Regions from separate parts of the Zea mays genome. Here region 2 is linked to region 1. Evidence: chromatin contacts called from public Hi-C data. All regions are on one chromosome and are shown on one strand. The core of a region is the stretch at or near the end of the contact, and the rest is flanking DNA. Distances in the headings are between cores, read along the strand shown. Region 1 holds the start of LOC100381480. Region 2 holds the start of LOC100286052 (TBC1 domain family member 22A).

Region 1 (4,207 bases), core at 727-3,226:
TTCCAATGGCCGCAATACGTACCATGGCGATTGGAGATGTGCGACCACAGGAACAACAAGAGCAAGATCAACCTTCTTCCTCAACGATGGTGCATCCCTCAACTCAAAATGATGAACAGGTTCCTCAAGAAGAGGCGCGTGATCAAGGGGGAGCACAAGAAGAACCAGCTATGGAGGAAGAAGCACCACGGGCCCCTCCAACTCAAGTCCGAGTGACGATCCAACGGAATCACCCCGTTGACCAGATTCTGGGTGACATAAGCAAGGGAGTAACTACTCGCTCAAGATTAGCTAACTTTTGTGAGCATTACTCGTTTGTCTCTTCTATTGAGCCTTTCAGGGTAGAAGAGGCCTTGCAGGATCCGAACTGGGTGTTGGCCATGCAGGAAGAGCTCAACAACTTCAAGAGAAACGAAGTTTGGAGCCTGGTGCCACGTCCAAAGCAAAACGTTGTGGGAACCGAGTGGGTGTTCTGCAATAAGCAAGACGAGCACGGGGTGGTGACAAGAAACAAGGCTCGACTTGTGGCAAAAGGTTATGCCCAAGTCGCCGGTTTGGATTTCGAGGAGACTTTTGCTCCTGTGGCTAGGCTAGAGTCTATTCGCATTCTATTAGCCTATGCTGCTCACCATTCTTTCAGGTTGTTTCAAATGGATGTGAAGAGCGCTTTCCTCAAAACGGGCCAATCAAGGAGGAGGTGTACGTGGAACAACTCCTGGCTTTGAGGATGACAGGTATCCCGACCACGTTTTTAAGCTCTCTAAGGTGCTCTATGGACTTAAGCAAGCCCCAAGAGCATGGTATGAATGCCTTAGAGATTTCTTAATCGCTAATGCTTTCAAGGTTGGGAAAGCCAATCCCACTCTTTTCACTAAGACTTGTGACGGTGACCTTTTTGTATGCCAAATTTATGTCGATGACATAATATTTGGTTCTACTAACCAAAAGTCTTGTGAGGAGTTTAGCAGGGTGATGACCCAAAAGTTTGAGATGTCGTTGATGGGTGAGTTGAACTACTTCCTTGGGTTCCAAGTGAAGCAACTCAAGGACGGCACCTTCATCTCCCAAACAAAGTACACTCAAGATCTTCTCAAGCGGTTTGGGATGAAGGACGCCAAGCCCGCAAAGACACCAATGGGAACCGACAGACATGTCGACCTCAACAAAGGAGGTAAGTCCATATGAAGAATACAAATTATTGTTGCAATGGGGTGTATTCTTTCATTTTGTTTATTACATACAATTTAAAAAAATATATGCTATCCCCTCAAAATGCTGTCCAACAACTTTGTTTGGTCATCCCATCAATTTGCTAGGAACAGTAGCAGAGTAGCTTTACTTTGTGAGCAGCTACTAGTGAGAGGGGTCCTTGTGGGTTGATCATGGACGTTGAATCCTTGATGGATGGTTGGATCAGGTATTTTTGTTCTCATAAAATATTCACGCATCATTATAATTTAAATATAAAAGCATAATCGTATAAGCTTAGAGACTGGATCAAAATAATTGTATAACTCAATCCAAACATCTAACACATATGTAGGGGCGCTAATACTATCAAATAGGGATTATGAAACTTGTCAAAAATCTTTTTCAAGTGTGCAAAATGCTTGAGAAAGCAACAGAAATCCATACCAAGTTCATAGTTCATATTTGTGTCAAGTACTAACCTAGAATTTAAATATAATTCATTTTCTATTTTTAATTTTATAAATATTAAAGCTCCTGGGCAGAGAAAAAAAAAGAAATGATAGATCTGAGCAAAGTGCCCAAACTAATGGGAGAAGTATAAAAATCTCTATGCAAAAAGAAGCAATAATGCAAAATTCAAATAATAACAGAAATGAAAATAGAGTTTGAATCCACAAAATTGTCTTTTTATTTTATTATTGCCAACCGACTTAAATTTCCAGTATATAATGCAGCAGCCTACATGGAGTCGGTGCAAAATCTCTAGTCTCGGCATTTCCTTCCTCGCAATATTCTGATCTTCTATCTCCTTCCACCGTTTGCAAGAAGGGCTAGCTTAGCGCACCTCCTTGACGAGGCGGAGAGCAGCGCTGGCGAGAAGGGCTCAGCGCACCTCCTTGATGCGGCGGAGAGCGGCGTCGGCATCAAGGGCTCAGCGCAGGCGGCGGCCTCCACATCCCTCCATCCATGGTTAGAAGCTACGATGGAGACGACGGAGGGCAGCTGCAAGGAATCTCCCGTCGCGCAGACGGTCGCCGTGGAAGGCAGAGACAGAGAATCTGACAGAAAGAACCGCGAGCACCTTTGTGCGGAAGCCCTCTCGCAGGTACGAATTACATGATAAATTTTGTTTGAAAAGCTCTAAGCCTGTGTAATTTTTACCGGCGAACGGCAGTGGTCTAGCTGCCGGGCTCCAAGATTGACGGGGAGTACGACCCCTTAATGCTTGACCTCTTCGTCTACCGGCGTGCCGTTGCTCCGCGGGACACCGCCTGGGAGAGTGCCCCATTGGTCCTCCACGACGAGGGACTCATCACAGTCAGGGTTGGCTGGCCTCCACATGAACCCGAGCAGCCATGGGACCTAGTGGAAGCTATGACGAGGATCCTTGGCCACCATCCGGGCCCAGTATCTTCGTTCCGCCTCCATTCGTCGCTCTCGCCCGACGTGGACACGCTGGGCTGCTGGATGGATTTGCTCTCAGAGAAGGGAGTCGCAGAGTTGATTATCTTCAACTTGTACCAGGACGTATCGACCGCGCAGCTGCCGTTGCAACGTCTCACATCGTACCACCAGTGCGCACGTATGTGACAGTTGATCGCATTAACTTCCATCGTATCCTCGCAGTCGCAGTCGCAGGCGGCAGACAACCTCGATCCATATGAAAATTAGAGTATACTAAGGTTGTCTGCATCAGATTATACATATGATTGTGTAATTTAACACTTAGAATTCTCGAAAGAGTCCCGGTTGCACCGATTCCTCCCACGAGTGCCTAGACGGCATGTGCGCTCCCACGGTCCCCCAACCACGTCAGTTCTCCCAGATCGGCAGATCGTGCAAGCGCATAGATTTAGGAGATCTTTTTATGGTAGTTACAATTAGCGGATGTTGTTGTGGATACGTGTAAGCTATGCTGGTGTGAATCGTAAAATTGTTTGTTAATCGTTATAATTTTATATTGGAATCGGGTGAAACAATTCAATAAAAACAATCATTGGTTGAACTTTAAAATTATATATGCCATAAAAATCATATGTATAACTCATAAAAAAACATTGTACCAGTACCTAAAAACATACACAAGATTGGTTAATGACTTAGAATGTGCATATATTTGTCAATTGTTGGCAAAAATACTATCGACTTATATCATATATAAATGATACTTTTCAGTAGTTACAAGAAGCTTATATCATAAATGATACTGCACATTTCAAGCGTAAAATGTGATTCGATGTATATAACTTTTTCCTTGGTAATACATAAATAATAGATCATCAGCAATTGTACAAAAAAACATGGTTTACATGAAATTTAGTGAAAACATTGACTAAAAATTCTCAGTATTCCGCATGATGATGAACATATATAGATTATTGGGTGACAGTGTTGAATCATGGGTTTCGATCGAACACGTACGCGGGGAAAGAAGTAGCTAGCGTGGGGTTTTCAGAAGGTGGCGACTGAATCAGGGATGAGTAGCAGGCGGCTGCGTACGTTCGTGGTGACGCATGATGCATGGATGATTGGGGTCGATCGATCCGCTACTCGTTCGTTCGTGGTCACGCATGCACGTCTCCTCGTCGAAACATGGGCTGTACTGTACGTCGTCACTGTGTTGAACCGGAAATATATGAGCAGTAGTAGTGCAACAAGCGATGGCGGATGGAATGGAAATAAAAGCAGCTACACTACACTACACCCAGTAGCAGCTATACCAACTGTACTGTACGTAGTACTACGCTGCATGCATGCAGTAGCTTGGTCCAGATCAGAGCGTGTTTTAAGGACACCCCGGCCGGGCCCTGCTAGCTAGCTGTTGTCTCTCGTCGATCTGCGGATGCATTACTTACTACTCCTGCTACTACTATATACACTGAATCTAGACTACTGCTCACACTGTACATGTTGCAAAAGAGAAATGAACGAGGAAGAGATAAAAGAACTCAGAATCTTGCGAGGCATGCACGAGCTTCAAAAGAATATTGTGACAGAATATTACTCCTCACAGTAC
Region 2 (4,207 bases), core at 714-3,213, 320 kb before region 1:
CCCTGTAGCCAGCTATATTAAATTCAAATATAGAAACGGCAAATTCAAAATAAGCTATATGATCTTTACACCTTCTCAACTACTCACCAAAAGAAGCCGCCATACATTAGGTCGCATATATGGAGGCACACCACTCCAAGATAGTTCACGCAATTTGTCTACAGAATAGAGGATACACAGTAGATGTCAACTAAATTATAGGTAACCTTGAATAAAAAATTTAAATATTGACGATTTATCAACTCTGAACTGAGATACAAATCAATGTTTACAATTGCACTTGATACACTAAAATCACCGGTTTTCCTTGTATCTGAAATAATCTTTTAGGATCAACAAAAGCAAGCTCAATTGATAAATAGAAGTGGAAAACATAGATTCCATAAGCACTTGCCACTTGTCAGATTATCATCTGCACATAATTTTAACTACATGTGGTGTTTGACTTACAGACCAAAACAATCCAAAAGCATCCAAATAGAAAATTGTACTTTAGAGACAATCAGCCATGTTTAATATAAGAATATTAACGTAATGTTTACTTCTGAGATCAAACTACTTCAGGCAAATTTGATGATGAACTCCAAATGATACACTACAAAGAATAATCCACAATACCTAATATAACAGCTGGCCTAGATAGTTCCGTTGTGAATTTAGCAATTCTTGCAGAATCAGTAGCTCTAGCCCCAGAAACTAGCCCCTGAGCATCTGGCAATGAATTTGAACTACTTGTTGACAGAATATTTGATTTCTTTGAACTTGCATTGTCAAATGAGTTTCCAGATGCTTGACCTTCTCCCTGCACAGTGTGACAGTTAAAACACGCTCCATCAGTCCCAATACATCTTCTCTACGTGCCAAAAGTAATCAAAACTAATAGCATATCACCTCCTGACGAGAACCCTCCTTGCGCTCATCTTCATCGTGCTCGCTCTCAAAGCTTGGAGAATAATCAGGAGGGGAGAGAGGCTCGGATCGCCGGGTTAGCAAAACCTTCCCAGGAAAGCTGCGTCCTTTAAGCATTCTGATAATTTGGAAAAGGAAGCGACCGGCGGTCATTCGTTAAGGTTTCGAGCAGGTAGTGCATACGATGCCTAGAACAACGCGTTGAGATCCAGATAGAGACAACGACAAAACTAGCAAGGATGCAGGTTATAGAAGTGCAGTTTGGTTATTTTCGGATGACAACAGGTAAAGAGAACCATATCAAAGCATTTCTTGGTGAATTGCAACCCAGGAACTGTGCTCTGGTGCACCGACAGTCTGATGATACGCAAAGGTGTGGCCGCATCGACGGCCCGTCTCATCTCGGGGCAATCGGACCGAAGCGGAGGGAACGCCTCGCGCGAGGAAGGAAAGGCCGGCCTGCTTACCCTTGCACGTTGCGGAGGGTCTGGTTGAAGCGCCACTCCGTGTTATTGGGGCTCCCGCCGCCGCCGCCGCTCATCGCTGCCGATCCGCCCTTGACGCAGGCCGCGAAGAATCGCCGAGATCCGCAGCGTCCGTCCAGACAGTGCCACCCGTGTTCTCAGCACCGCCGCCTGCCGCCCGCGCGCCCGCCTTCTGGTTGATCCTGCTGCGAGGCAAGCGGTTCGGTCACCGATCTAAGGATGCGCCTGGTTGGAATGGAGGGATGAGGGGTGACGGGGTGGAGCAATCCCGTTCGTACCGGTGCTTGGTTGGAGGGTGGAGCCGCTCCCCACACTTCGCCGAGATTCGGAGCCAGCCCGTTCCAGGAAAAAAAAAAATCGCCGGGCGAGCTCGTTCGAATCGGAACAGCGTGAGCGCCGTTCCCTCCCTCCCTCCCTCCCTCCCTCTCTCTCTCTCTCTCTCCCTCTCTGAGGCAACTCGAGCACCGACGCGGTGGCGTGGATAGGAGCGGTCGGCGTCGGCGGGCGGGAGAGGAGCGATGCCGGTGGCCGGAGAGGATTTGGGGATCCACGAGAAGAGAAGCGAGAACGCAACTGAAAGCGCTTGCAAGGAGATTTCACATCGTAGTAATGAAAGCGTACGTCATAGTTTACGCCTCTCTAGTTCATGATGTTTGATGTGCATGCTTTCTTCTTTCCTAACTTCCATTTTCTTTTTTTATTAGAAAACTGGCTCTTGTAACGAATTTGCGAAAAAAAAATTATATACATGCCGGATACAAACGCATAGTTCCTCACATATACCACCCGTAGGCCTAAAAAACAGATCGAAATATGCAACTTAACGTCTTAGCAATTTGTTTTTCTTCTATTTTTGTGGGTTTCTAAGTGGTGGATGTGAGAGTAGAGGTGGTAATGAACTCAATATTTTATACTACAAACTTTAAGGATCAAATCAGATTAGTATCAGACTATATTCCTATTTATTTTTTAACTAAAATTATTTAAGGGTACTAACTTTTTGTGAAAGAACATTTAGATCGTAATTTATTACCACCCCTGTGTGAGGGTCTACAAAGGAGTGTGTTTTGCATAAGGATGCAAAAAAAAGCTGAATTTGCATTCGCCTCGTCTACTAGACAGAAGGGGGTGTCTGATTACTTTCACCTAAACTTTAGTCCCTACAATTTATATGCGAGAGACCTAATTTAATAATATTGTTTAATAATTTTGAAACTGTCGGAGAGAAAATTCTCTGACCGGGTGGCGAAATGCACCCGCTCTAAATCCTAAGATGAGGAGGGGCCTAAACGTTTTGCTTGTTAGTTGGAAAATGGGGAGAACACAAGAACACACAAGAATTTAGGGTGGTTCGGGCCGCCGGAGCGTAACACCCTACTCCACTGCGTGATGTATTGAACTTGTATGAACTTGTGAGTCTAAGTGTGCTTGAGAGAGCTAGAGTCTATGCTGGGTCTGAGTCCGTTTCAGCCCGTTCTAGCCTGTGTTGTAACGTTGCGTGCCTCCCCTTTTATAGTTGAAGGGGGGCACGTACAAGGGTGCTGAGCCCCGACATGCGGGCTCAGAGACATAACGGATATAACGAATGTAATACTTGGAGCAACTGATGTTCGTTGCTGGAGTAGTCTCCTTGCGCCCTAATATCCGCGATCTGCATAGCTTTGGCGTGCAGGGGAAGCCTCTCTTGGCAATGTACGAATGATGATGGTCACAGTGCTCCTCGCAGCACGGGCGTACTGTTTAGCAATGGACTAGACAGACACGCCGCTTGCAGGATGGCCTGGACGCCACCTGCCAGCGGATTGGACAGGACACATTAAATGCTGAGGCGGCACATCACCTGTCAGCGGAATAGTCAGGCGGCGCGTCTTCTCCGCAATAAATGCAAAGACCGCGCGGCCCAGAGGCCTTACGTCAGGCTCCGCCCGCTGGCTTACGTCACGGGCGATATGCCACGTGGCAGCATCGGGCCTCCGCTTGAGCGGGGAGCGGAAGTGTACATGGTATGGCCCGGACACGTGTCGGCTCCGGACCCCCCGCCTGGTCTTGATAGCCTAGGTATTCTCTGCCCCAGAATCTCGGGACCCTGCTGAGGGTGGCCCGGACCCTACACAGAGAGGTCCGGGACCCGTCCCGGGGGTCCGGTTTGTACCCGCAGAGATCCTGGACCCTGCCCTGAGGTCCGGTCCGGATATGCTGGGGTCCAACACCTTCCCATGGGGTCCGGACCCACCGTTGATACCTTGGAGGGTATTGTCTCCCCTGGCCACGTGGCGGCCCTGAAGCCGTCCACGTGGTGGGGTCGAGTGTTTGTTCGCCACGCGACTAAAGATAGTCGCATGGACATCGCACCTTCATACTGTAGTAACGGGTACCCCTTTTCCAGGGTACTGACAGTGGCTCCCGGGCCCGCCTCAGGGGAGGATACGAGCCTATAGGTGGGGCCAAAGCTGGATTGTTGATTGGTGTGCTGCTTCTGTGCGCTTGTTGGCAAAATTACTGCCAGCCCGCCTTTGAACACGCCAACTGACACGCTTGTCCCCGCGGCTGACCGACCCGTGACCTCTGCACTTAATGCTTTTGCCGGGCCAAGCGCGGGGTGCCTTGATACCGCTGCATTGGTTTCGAAAATTTCTCAATCTTCTGTGAGGGCTTCGAGGAGGCGAGGTATTGGCGCGAGCGGCGGTTCGACTTCTTTGCACCCAGGAACCGGCACCCATGGAGGATGACTCGTGGGCCCGGGCCCCCGTGCTAGAGACTGGTCCGCTGCTTTCGGTGGAGATGAAGAGGCGCACTACCGCAGGCGGTAGCAT

What was found. Hi-C and Micro-C count contacts between places; a contact is called where the count stands out from the background.
Region 2: a Hi-C map of ear shows a contact between it and region 1, with 2.2 times the contacts expected there. The contact joins the promoter of LOC100286052 here to the promoter of LOC100381480 in region 1. A contact is called at or near these places in 2 of 25 Hi-C or Micro-C datasets (ear and tassel).

Annotation. Positions count from the first base shown.
Region 1 is chr4:176,196,341-176,200,547 of Zm-B73-REFERENCE-NAM-5.0, reverse strand. It overlaps LOC100381480, which reads left to right and starts at 1,976. Exons shown (of 2, transcript NM_001174316.1): 1 at 1,976-2,296; 2 at 2,374-2,928. The coding sequence starts at 2,174. The coding sequence ends at 2,781.
Region 2 is chr4:176,512,193-176,516,399 of Zm-B73-REFERENCE-NAM-5.0, reverse strand. LOC100286052 (TBC1 domain family member 22A) reads right to left here and starts at 1,963. Exons shown (of 11, transcript NM_001158940.1): 1 at 1,673-1,963; 2 at 1,377-1,576; 3 at 892-1,027; 4 at 619-802; 5 at 88-158; 6 at 1-2. The coding sequence starts at 1,450.